Regions from separate parts of the Mus musculus genome. Here region 2 is linked to region 1. The links are chromatin contacts, called in public Hi-C maps. All regions are on one chromosome and are shown on one strand. The core of a region is the stretch at or near the end of the contact, and the rest is flanking DNA. Distances in the headings are between cores, read along the strand shown.

Region 1 (5,547 bases), core at 1,700-4,199:
CAGCAATTGCAGAACACATAATCCATTTGTAACTATGGCTACCATGTTGAGTAATGGACCCCCAAGGCTTGCTGCTCCTGTCTAACTGGCATGCCCTATCCTTTCACCGGCTTCTCCCTCTCCCTCTCTACCCGCCAGTCGGATGGCCACAAGCCATGTATTTCATCTCACCTTTCGTTTTGGTCAAAGGCTCTACCATCATTCTGACCTATTTCCTGAAATTTTAAAGTAGAGTATTAAGTTTAACAAACATTTTCAAGTATCGGTAATATTACTGGGATTTCTCACCAGAGGGACACAGAAATGAAACAGATGTGGCCCTCGCTTTGACAAGTTCAGCAAATGATTGGGGAACCATCACAGCTGGAAATGCTGTTAAAGTCATCCTGAGGCATTCTTCCAACCTCTCCTTAAAGGGATACTGTTATTTTTATTTCTAATCAGGAAATGTTTTCTGTGTGTTTCTACTACTGCTATGTTAGTGAGACCCTTAATATGTCATATATATGTCACCATGTAAACCTACCCCCCTCCTTTTCCTACAGAGACGGGATCTTACTGTTTGTGTATGGTGCTAGGCATGAAACCTAGGGGCCTACACATGCTCAACAGGAACTCTGCCACTGAGCTATAAGCCTAGTCTCTTGCCTGCCTTCCTTTAGTCTGGCTCATGCCTAAAGCATTCTCAAGGTTTAAGGGAAACTTTCTTAGAACAATCATTGGTTTCAAGCACATATTGCTTAGAACTCAAGTTGGCTCATCCTTATCCTTAGGAAGCTATACAAATTTTTCCCCCAATTATCTTGTGAATCCTGTCAATGATATGACTTCAGTGTGATGCATATTTGCACTATTTCTGGATGTCTGAACACTCCCTCATTGTACAGTTAATCCTTCGGAGCACCAATATTGAAGGAGAATTCCACGGAATCTTGAGCCATAACCAACCAGGATAAGGCCAGCTTCAGTAAGTACCCGGTATCCAAATCACACGGCTATGAAAGGCCACACCTGGGGTTGCATTCATGGAAGCCGGATTTCAGTACCCAGACTCTTCATCATCTTGCTCTACTACCCAGATGACAGCTAATGGTTAACTAAGCAATGCTAGCTTGGGGTTCCACAGTGTCTAAGCTGTATAAGTGCACCTATGTATACATTCACAGATCTCTTCCCATTTTTTCCTCTGCTTCCTGGGTTAAGCAGCTGCCAATAGATTACATCAGTCTAGTTAGCAATTTAATCATCACTATAATAGTCTCTCTTAGCAATTCACCGGAGTCCAGTTAAAGAGATGTAAAGCATCTCTGAGTGATGAGTACTGAAGAATGGACATACACCATCAGGCCCAATGGTCTCTGCCATTGCCCACCTCACCCATTATTGTTCCTGATGGACATTGGAGAATTCTGCTCATCATTCCTTCTTTGGAGAATTCTGCTCATCATTCCTTCTTTTTGGTTCTTCACACTTGTTTTTCTATTCTTCTTCCTGCCTCCTTCCTTTGATCCCCTCCCTTCATTTTCTTGTCTAACACACACAGAGAGAGACAGAGACAGAGACAAACACACACAGAGACACACAGACACACATATAGATAAACACCCAGTCACATACACACAGACACACATACACACATCCAGACACATACACACGATACACACAGAGACAGACACACACAGACACAAAGACACACACAGACACACACAGAGACATTCACATAGACACACACAGAGAGGCATACACACAGACACACACAGAGATATACACACACAGACACACAGACACAATGACAAACACAGACACACACAAATACATATATACACAAACAGATAACACACACATACACAGACACACACATACACAGACACAGACACACACACAGATTCACAGACCCCCACATACAAACACACACACTGATACACAGACATACACACACATACACAGACACACACAGAATCACACACAGACCCCCACATACAAACACACATAGAAATACACACACATACACACACAGAGACACACAGAGACACACACTATCCCTTGTTGTATGTAGATGAGTTTACTTATCACCCTTCATGTTAGATACAGAAATGCCTGGAAGAGGAGCAGGGAAGGATTTCCAAAGTGCAAAGAACACTGCTAAGCCCTTTCTACTCAAAGAATTCTAAATAATGGCCATCCTCCCTCAAATTAACCAGCCCTCCACTCATACTTCCTTTAAACGGTAATCCATGCTATGCACCCATCGGCTCTGTAGATGATACCCTTGGGACCTTTAAACCCTATTTCCTCTGTCTTCTTTCCCCAGTTGCACACCAGGAATTAATGTGTTTCCTGTCCTACCTGAACAGAGAAGATCTCATTTGGATGGCAATCCTGCAGCCCTAGAGGACACAGTCCTTGATTGGTTGCCTAGTTAGTCTGATCATCCTCTGCTCTCATTGGTTCCTTGCATAGCTCCCCCCCCCCCCTACTGTCTACCCCTGTCTATGCTCATCTTTCCTTAGGGGATTCTTCTGACACTCGCTACTTGTCTATTCTGCAATCAGTTTCAACTGCTTTGGTCTTCTTTTATCAACTGATCCAAAAGAGTGGGCTGTGCATACTACGAGCCAAACACTCAAGCAGTGGAATGAGGGAAAACCGAGATTGAATGATGTCACCAGAGACAGAAAAGGGATTGTGGGATAAAGTTTCTTAAGACAGATATTCTCTTTAAACTTTACTCATGTCCTATAACACATTGATCTTACGAGTCATGCATCATTTCCTGGAATCTGCTTTTATCTTATTTCTGATTACTTTACCAAAACCACAAAGAATGTGAAACAAGTAGTTTTAATGATGAATGTAGAAAAATCCTATTTCATGATTATACACAAAGTAATTCTATTTCCTCCAAGAGATGCATTCTTGTCTTACTCATTTTCTTAAAAATGAAACCTTTGTAGAGACAGTATCACATTCCAAGGGCTGGAGTGAGCCTGGGGCAGAATTCATGCTTAACACACAGTAGCCTTAAGCCAAGGCACCAGAAAGGAAAGTCTAACGCTGTATTTAATTTCTGACTCAAATGTGATACCATTTTTCTGTAGTGCAGGTGGCAATCACCTGCCTTTAGAAAAGCCCAGAATCAAATTCTTTTTAGTCATTTAAATGTTCTAAAAGGCTGGAGCTCTTAAGGAAAGCAGTCTTTCCACTTTTCCCCGATTTTACTAATTTTCCATTTCTCTTTCATCTGAAGCATGATGACGACAGTGTGAATTGGCTCACAGTTTGGATGGCCATGAACTTGTGAGGATACCTGTATGCTGCGCGTTCAAGTGCTGGAAGCACATATGCATTCCAAGACCGTTTCCTGAGTTAGCGCCCTTCCCACATGGGCTGGGTCCAGAAATTCTGTGTGAGGACCACAAGCCTCGGACCTGAACTTCTATTTGTCCATCCTTACCAAGCAAGTATTATGGGCCACTCCTGTGAACTAAAAGCACTGCAGTCACGAGTGCAAGGAATACAGGAGTGAGGAAAAGGGAGCATGAGGGTCTGCAGTGTGGTGAGAGGAACTGTGGGAGGTGATAATGTGCCTTCCAGAAGGGGGACTATCATCCTCAATGCTCAGTAGAGCAGGGGAGACAGTGTCTGGCTGGGACAAAGAGGCCCCTGGATATCCTGGGAATGAGAATATAGTGGGATGAGGAATGAAGACCTTCAGGGTGGGGTGGGGTGGAACACAGGACACACAGGAGGAATCACAGCCAGCACCATACAGTGGAGGGTCCTGAGGGATGAGCGATGGACCGGGAACTTCATTCTGGGATCAGGAAGAGCTGCTGGTAATGTTTGTGGCTGAGAAGTAACATGAAAAAAAACAAAAACAAAACCCACACGTCCTTTCTTCTTGGAAGAGCATGAAATCTAGAGGATATGGCGGAAGGGAAGAGGAGGAAGAGGGTCCCATTGCTTCTTTGTAATGGGAGAGAGGAGACTCCATATTGGGCTAAGAGCAGAGGAAGGAGACATGAGATGGAGAAGGATTCATCTGTCAATTGCATGGAGTGACACAGGGTTGGAGGACAGGGCAAAGGATCCAAGAGCTCTTCTAAAGACCCATCTCAACACCTCTTCCTCTTAGTAATGTCTATGATTTGAGTTTTCAGGACCCAGTTTCTTCTTTCCTTTCAAACTGTATCTCTAGCCCTGGTTTGCATTCTCCTACACTGACCTGTCATTTGGGGATTGGTGCTGGACAACCCCTAGAGAATACGCATGGGGCACAGGTACTGGACAGTGGTTAGCCTCAGGAGTGCCAGCCGTAACCCTTTCCCTCCTTACAAACTGAAAATTGAGCTTCTGGACTAATAGCCACCTATCAGTGAGTGCATATCATGTGTGTCCTTTTGGGATTGGGTTACCTCACTCAGGATGATATCCTCCAGATCTATCCATTTGCCTAAGAATTTTATAAATTCATTGTTTTTTAATAGCTGAGTAGTACTCCATTGTGTAAATGTACCATAATTTCTGTATCCATTCCTCTGTTGAGGGACATCTGGGTTCTTTACAGCTCCTGGTAATTATAAATAAGGCTGTAATAAACATAGTGGAGCATGTGTCCTTATTACATGTTGGAGCATCTTCTGGGTATGTGCCCAGGAGTGGTATTGTTGGGTCCTCCGGTAGTACTATATCTAATTTTCTGAGGAACCGCCAAACTGATTTCCAGAGTGGTTGTACAAGCTTGCAATCCCACCAGCAGTGGAAGAATGTTTCTCTTTCTCCACATCCTTGCCAGCATCTGCTGTCACCTGAGTTTTTGATTTTAGCCAATCTGACTGGTGTGAGGTGGGATCTCAGGGTTGTTTTGATTTGCATTTCCCTGATGATTAAGAATATTGAACATTTTTAGGTGCTTCTCAGCCATTTGATATTCCTCAGTTGAGAATTCTTTGTTTAGACTTGCACCCCATTTTTTTAGCAGGCGGAATACCCAAGATAATAGTCACAAACCACATGAAACTCAAGAAGAGGGAAGACCAAAGTGTGGAAACTTCAATCCTTCTTAGGAGAGGGAACAAAATACCCATGAAAAGAGTTACAGCGACAAAGTTCGGAGCAGAGCCTGAAGGAATGACCATCCAGAGACTGCCCCACCTGGAGATCCATCCCATTTACAATCACCAAACCCAGACACTATTGTGAATGCCAAGAAGTCCTTGCTGACAGGAGCCTGATATAGCTCTCTTCTGAGAGGCTCTGCCAGTGCCTAACAAATACAGAAGTGGATGCTCCAGGGGGTACTGGTTAGTTCATATTGTTGTTCCACCTATAGGGTTACAGATCCCTTTAGCACCTTGGGTACTTTCTCTAGCTCGTATCTCTATCTGCATATGTATCAGAAGATGGCCTAGTCAGCCATCAGTGGAAAGAGAGGCCCATTGGTTGTACAAACTTTATATGCCTCAGTACAGGGGAACGCCGGGACCAAGAAGTGGGAGTGGGTGGGTAGGGGAGTGGGGGGGGTGGTATGGGGGACTTTTAGGATAG
Region 2 (6,216 bases), core at 2,775-5,274, 350 kb before region 1:
ACTTCCTTCCTTCCTTCCTTCCTCCCTTCCTTCCTTCCTTCCTTCCTTCAATTCTAGTTTGTTTGCCTGTCGTTTATTTTCTAAAGAGAGAAGGAGAGAAAGAAGACATGGAGTTGGGTGGATGGAAAGGCGGGAGGATCTGGGAGGAATTGGGTGAGGGGTAGGGAACCATAATCAGAATATATGGTATGAAAAAATTTTTCCAATAAAAATAGAAAAAAAATAAATAAAGTATGCTCTGGAGCAGCTTGTCCTGTCACAGACTTATTTATCCTAACACGCTCTTCTTCCAGGTTATGACTTCTGTTCTGAGAAGCATACCTGCATGGAGAACTCGGTCTGCAGGAACCTGAACGACAGGGCTGTGTGCAGCTGCAGGGATGGTTTTCGGGCTCTCCGAGAGGACAACGCCTACTGTGAAGGTAATCCTATACTCATGTGTAGCTTGGCTGTAAAATCCACTGTGACTTCTGCATGTAAAATTTATTAATTTCCCAGGTTGTCAAGATGATGGGCCCATTAGAAGCAGTGAGTTTAATCTGAAGCATATTAATCAGCTAAAAATAATTATCTTTCAAATTAGACTTTTTCAGCTATCTGCTAATAAGCTAATGTGGCTGTCCCTTGAATTAGAACAATGTCTTCACTGTGAAATTGCCTTCTCTTTTTCATAATTAGATATTCAGGTAGCTCACATATTGACATGATCGCCATGGCTCATAGTCCGAATCACAGTTGGATTTTTCTAGACACTGTTGTGTAACAAAAGTAGTCAGTTACCAGGAAGATACAGTGTCTACTGCTACTTTCAATTGCTGCTGTTTGCAGCCTCAGTGGTCATTTGCATGCTCTATTTTCTCAGCAAATAGAACCAATAGAAAATATCATGTCTTGCTTATTTGGAAAAACAAAAACAAAAAATAAACCCCTAATATTCAAGGTGGTTTGTTATCTCACAGAGATGATGCAAATACAGTGAAAGGACCACACAGTTTATTTGGCTCCAGCTGTGTTCCTGTAGACTCACAAAGGCCCTGTGATGCTGGAATGTACACTTCCGAGGGGCTTGTATGTAAACCAAACCATCCATGGGTTGATGTTTGGCCAAAGGAGAATGCAGATCTGCTGGCCTTGGGTACCTGGGGGACTTAGAGGTCCCATTTTACCCCAGCAGCTATCAAGCTCACACCCCAGGTCCCTGGAGGTAGAGAATGTGTGGTGACAACAGCCTCTGTTCATTCCTTTGAGAACTGGCTGGCTCTGGGGAAAACACCTTGTACTCCATCCCTTGGAATTAGGTAGATTTTCTCTGTATGAGAATTGTATTCAGTTTTAAAGCAGCCTTTGGATCAAGTATTTCTTTCAGTGCTTCTTATTCAGCCCGGAAGGGGCCCGTTCGTTTATGCAGAAGGAAGGTTTCATGGCTTTCCACCCCCCATTAATAATGCAAATTTATTTAAAGTTATTTTAATAGATCTTAGGCAAGGAATGGATTTTTACTTAGTGATTTTTTTTTCTTACTGAACATAGAGTTGAATTTTCTTAGCAAAATTATCTATTTTCATCACAACAGTTAAGCACCTTTACATGTAATGAGCTTCCCTGGCATCATTAATGTGCATATGTAACCAGTGAATGATGCAAACACATATGTCTTCTTTACCCTAGATCTTCTGATCTTTTTTTTTAGCTGGTTCTTTTGTTAACTGTATGCACTTATGTAATAAATATTCGGTGAGCATTCAGAATCTAGCAAGCACTTTCCCATGCACTGGGCAGCAAATGGCGAGCACAACCACTACACTTGTGTGCTCAGGAACTCTGCATTCTCAGAGGAGGAGAACAGAGTAAGCTGGTAACCATGGAGAACGGAATTGCAAGTGGTAGGACATCCTGGGAAGGATGTGAAACAGATGGCGGGCTGGAAGTGACAGGGGATTCACCTAAGTAGGATGCTCAGCCTTCGAAGTGGCGGTCCCTCAGGTCTCTTGATGATAAGATAAAGACTTAGAAAGATGTGGGACAGCACATTCCAACTAGAAGGAGCAGCTTGTAGAACTTGGAGGTTTGGAGCTTTAATTTATAAATCCCGTAGAAGTAAAATTGGAATGCTTTAGAGACAGAGAGAAAAATGATATAATGGGAAAAGCAAAGTAGAAGCCTCAGTTGAAGAATTAGTAGGGCTAGCACAGGTCACCAGTTTGTAAGGACATCAGGCCATGGTTTCATGTAGATATTCCTGTACTGATATGGGACAGGTAATGAACTGGTGGCAATGTGGGAGATGAACTGTATATTCACGGAGAGACCAGGGAAAGGGCTGTTGTGGAAGTTTCGGGAAAGATGGCCTGGCATAAGTCAAAAAATGACAGAGATGGTAATGAGGGTAAATGCATTCACAGTGTATTTTCAGAGCAGAAGCCAACAGGCCATGCAGATGGTTTATAATGGTGTAGGACTCAAAAAGGACTCCAGGGGAGTCAGAATTTGGAGGTTAAGCAACACATAGATATTGTTATCATTTATAGAGAGATGGGCAACAATCTAAGAAGCTAGAGATTTAAAGACATTCTTTGCTTAAAATTTGTTCAGTTTGGTTCCCCTGCAAGCTTGTATTCACATATGGTTGTTCACATCTTGAATGTATAATGCTGAAATGTTTTATAACCTTGTTCTTGGTTATTTGAAGATGTAACCTCCAAAACTTGAGAAAATGATGGAAAGATGTTGGAGAGATTTTGAAATTTTTATAGATGAGGGCATCTAATCCTTTTGTACTTCTGGCTATTCACACTGTATTGGTCGTTAGGGAAACAGTCTTTCAATGTTATCTTGAGGTATGGTCTCATGTATCCCCAGTCTGGCCTTGAAGTCCCTATATAGCCAGGGATGACCTTGAACTTCTGGTACTATATGCCACCACCAACCAAAGCTCTGACCTTACAAGTTTAGTCTGGCAATGCCACATCTGCTTTATACAGTACTGGGAATCAAAATCATGACCTCCTCCTCTTGTTTAAAAATTATATTTTAACTATATATCAATCTATCATCTATAGCATACACACACACACACACACACACACACACACACACACACACATATATATATACACATATATATACATATATACACACATATATATATTATTAACAAATTCGCCTTCTATTTTTGTCCTAGCATTGTTGCTAACTGTTGATTGACTTTTTAGACATAATACATATTTTGATTGTTGATGTTACTTATCACCCTCTGGTTTGCTAGAGCCTTGCCCTGTAAAGAAAACAAAATAGATTTTTACATTAAAAGTAAGTGAACGATTGTTTGTTAGTGACATAAATTTTATTTCCTAAATCTGTGAGGTTGTTTTAATGTTGCAGCTATAATTGTGGCTATTGATCTTGACGGTAGTGTGCCCGTCCAGCGCTACTCCAGTATCAGTGAATGCTAAAGTTGATTTATTTACCACACAAACATTTATTATTCTTGTACAAGGTTAGTGCTAAATGTGAAGGCATACGTGGAGATGCTCATAGCTAATACAATCTCAGGCAGAAAAGACAACAAATTTATTATTAAAAACACTTTACTAACATGTCACAAGCACCTTGAAAGAGAAATAGATTACCTAGGAGCCCAGTCTAGGTAAGTGTTGGGATTCGGAAAATTTTGTGCAGAGTTTAATTCTGAACTGTGAAGGGTGAGTGAAGCCAGCTAGCCTTAGATGGGATAGAAGGAATCTCTTATGTGGAAGGGCCAGGCTTCTTGGGAGGAAAGAAGCACGTTAGGAGATAAAGGGCAGACCGAGTGAGTCAGAGGGAGGAGGCAGTGGTGCCCTTGCGAGGCAGGAGGAGAAGCGGAGCATTGGATGCCAAAGGCTGCCACACGCATCTCCTCATCGACCCAGTCACTGTGACAAAGCAAAGAGCAAAAGTGATCTCTGCCGTCCTCCTCGCAGAGCAGGCTCGAGGGACGGGGTGGCTCAGTGTTGGCAGCAGGAGTGTGGAGCAGCTGGTACATGATGCAGACAGTCAGGAAGCAGAGACGGCACAAGAAAGAAGCAGTGTACGAGCCTGAAGAGCCTCTCTGTAAGTGACCTGCTTTGTGCGTCTAGGATCCCCATCCCAAAGGTTACACAGTCTCCCCGAATAGTGATGGCCTCTGGAGACAAAGTCAAGGGCTCTGGCAGGTCTGAGCATGGTGAACATGGCACTGGCAGGCTTAACCCCTCCCCTTTCCCTCTCCCTTGCTTAACTTTGCGATTACATTCCTAAAGCTAACCACCAAGGTCTATTTCCTTATTTGGCCACTTTGTAATACCTGACTCATTCCTGAGGCTGATCACCAAGGTCCAGCTATCAAATACCAAGGTCCAGCAATCAAATTTCATTATGTTGCCTACCCTAATTAGAACACGCACTCAGAACTTCCCAACACATCCTGACACATTATCCTTCTTAAAATTAACAGTTGGCGAAGCTACTTGCTCCTGGTCCTGCCCACTTCAGGTTCAGCCACCTTTTCTCTTTTCCTTGCCTAACAAAGGATCTCTTTGCATTTATTTTGCCCTTGGAAATCACTATTTAGTGCATGGTCTGTGCCTAATCTGGGGTGTAGAGGGAGCACCCCACAATACGTGGGTATCTGCACAAAGTGTTCCAGGACTTGAACATTTCAATCCATAACAGAGTTTCATTGAGGCACAAAGGTTTTGGTCACCTATTTTTAAGGAAATCACTTCAGCTGTAAGGCAGAAATGGGGGAAGACAGCCCGCTGGGAACTGGTGATACTTAAATGGTAATGGAGAAATGGGTACCCTTAAGAGCATCTGTGGGGTAAAACTACCAGGTTCTGAGGACTGACTGGTGATAGTGGATGAGATGAGGAAGAAGGCGTGGAAGTTGATTCTCTGGCTTTGAGTCAAAAGAAGGTGAATGTTGATGAGGCTCACTTAAGGGAGAGGTTGAGAAAACGGTCTTAGGTTTGTTCTGTTTATGGCATATTTGTTTAAATATGAGTGGATGTGGCATTCAGTGACAGTTGGATATACAACAACATTAAGTATGTAAATGACCCTTGAGCAGATAGAAAGAATTACTTAGAGAATTTTCAGGAACATTTGAGTATTTTATTTAAAAAAATTACAAAAGTAGTGTGATAGATAAAATTTCGGGAGAAAGAGAGCAGAGGGCAGCTCCCTAGACCCCCAAAGAAGAGCAGATTCCAAGCGAATGCTGGATACTCCTTAGCATATTTTCTGTAGCTACAGCAGAATACCCAAGACCAGTTACTTTACAAGCAACAGAAGTTGCTGTTATAGAAGTTGTGTTGGCTCGTCCTGCTGGGGAATCTGTGAAGGACCTAGAGCAGGCACTGACACCTGCTCACATCTGGTAAAAGTCTCCCTCGTGCCTCATGATAAGGCCACGTGCTGATTCCAAATAAATATGCTCCCCCCATTCTCTCCTTTATAAAGCCACTACTGGAACTCCTCATGTCTCCTCAAGGACCCCACCCCCTAGAACTGCTAGCATGTGGGTTTAGAGAATGGATTTTTCACACATCAGTTTCTGACAGACACAATAAAGGTACATCGACTTCTGGGTGACCAAGAAAAGCCCAGAAGGACCAAAAGGCATCCTTGCTAATGGAGCTGCCAGATGCAACTGGGGACATGAACATCTCTGATTTGGTTGCAGAGGTGACAGAAGAACCAGTTTGAAGCTCTAAGGAGCATGTCACAGAAGACATGGGTCTCAAGAAGAGAGAGAGGGGAAAGGAGACCTCAAGGACTTTGCTTCCAACCCTCTGCTTCTGTCCTTTATGTTACTTCTCTTCTTGGTTTTTAATGGAACTTTACAGGATACCAGTTAGGTTGTCTATCATTGTAATAAAACACCACAACAGAAGTATCTTGGGAAGAAAGGTTTTTTTTTTTTAATATATTTTTTATTAGGTATTTTCCTCATTTACAAAGAAAGGGTCTTATTTGCTTCCACACCCTGGTCGTAGTCCATTTAGGGAGGCCGAGGCAGGGACTTGGAGTCAAGCACTGAAGTAGACACCGTGGAGGAACTCTGCCTACATCTTGCTCTCCATGACTTGCTCTGACTGTTTCCTTGTACGACTCTGGACCACTGGCTCAAGGGTGGCTCTGCCTCCAGTGGGCTGAGCCTGCCTACCCCAATTACTAATCAAGAAAATGCCCCATAGA

The links. A called contact is a pair of places that touch in the nucleus more often than the background predicts.
Region 2: a Hi-C map of pancreatic cancer cells shows a contact between it and region 1, with 3 times the contacts expected there. The contact joins two enhancer-like sites.

What each region holds. Positions count from the first base shown.
Region 1 is chr15:95,013,988-95,019,534 of GRCm38.p6, reverse strand. The region is part of intron 6 of Tmem117 (transmembrane protein 117); the gene reads right to left. It overlaps Gm30953 (a long non-coding RNA gene), which reads left to right. Exons shown (of 2, transcript XR_384364.4): 2 at 3,248-3,480. Among named protein-coding and RNA genes, the nearest start is that of Gm52203, 21 kb to the right of the region's middle. Within about 2 kb of position 2,949, at least 23 of the 459 cell types and tissues checked have an H3K27ac peak or open chromatin away from gene starts, as enhancers often do. A contact at or near this core is called in pancreatic cancer cells, where this site is marked.
Region 2 is chr15:95,368,934-95,375,149 of GRCm38.p6, reverse strand. It overlaps Nell2 (NEL-like 2), which reads left to right. Exons shown (of 20, transcript NM_001356951.1): 12 at 294-422. Among named protein-coding and RNA genes, the nearest start is that of Gm31370, 100 kb to the left of the region's middle. Within about 2 kb of position 4,024, at least 45 of the 459 cell types and tissues checked have an H3K27ac peak or open chromatin away from gene starts, as enhancers often do. A contact at or near this core is called in pancreatic cancer cells, where this site is marked.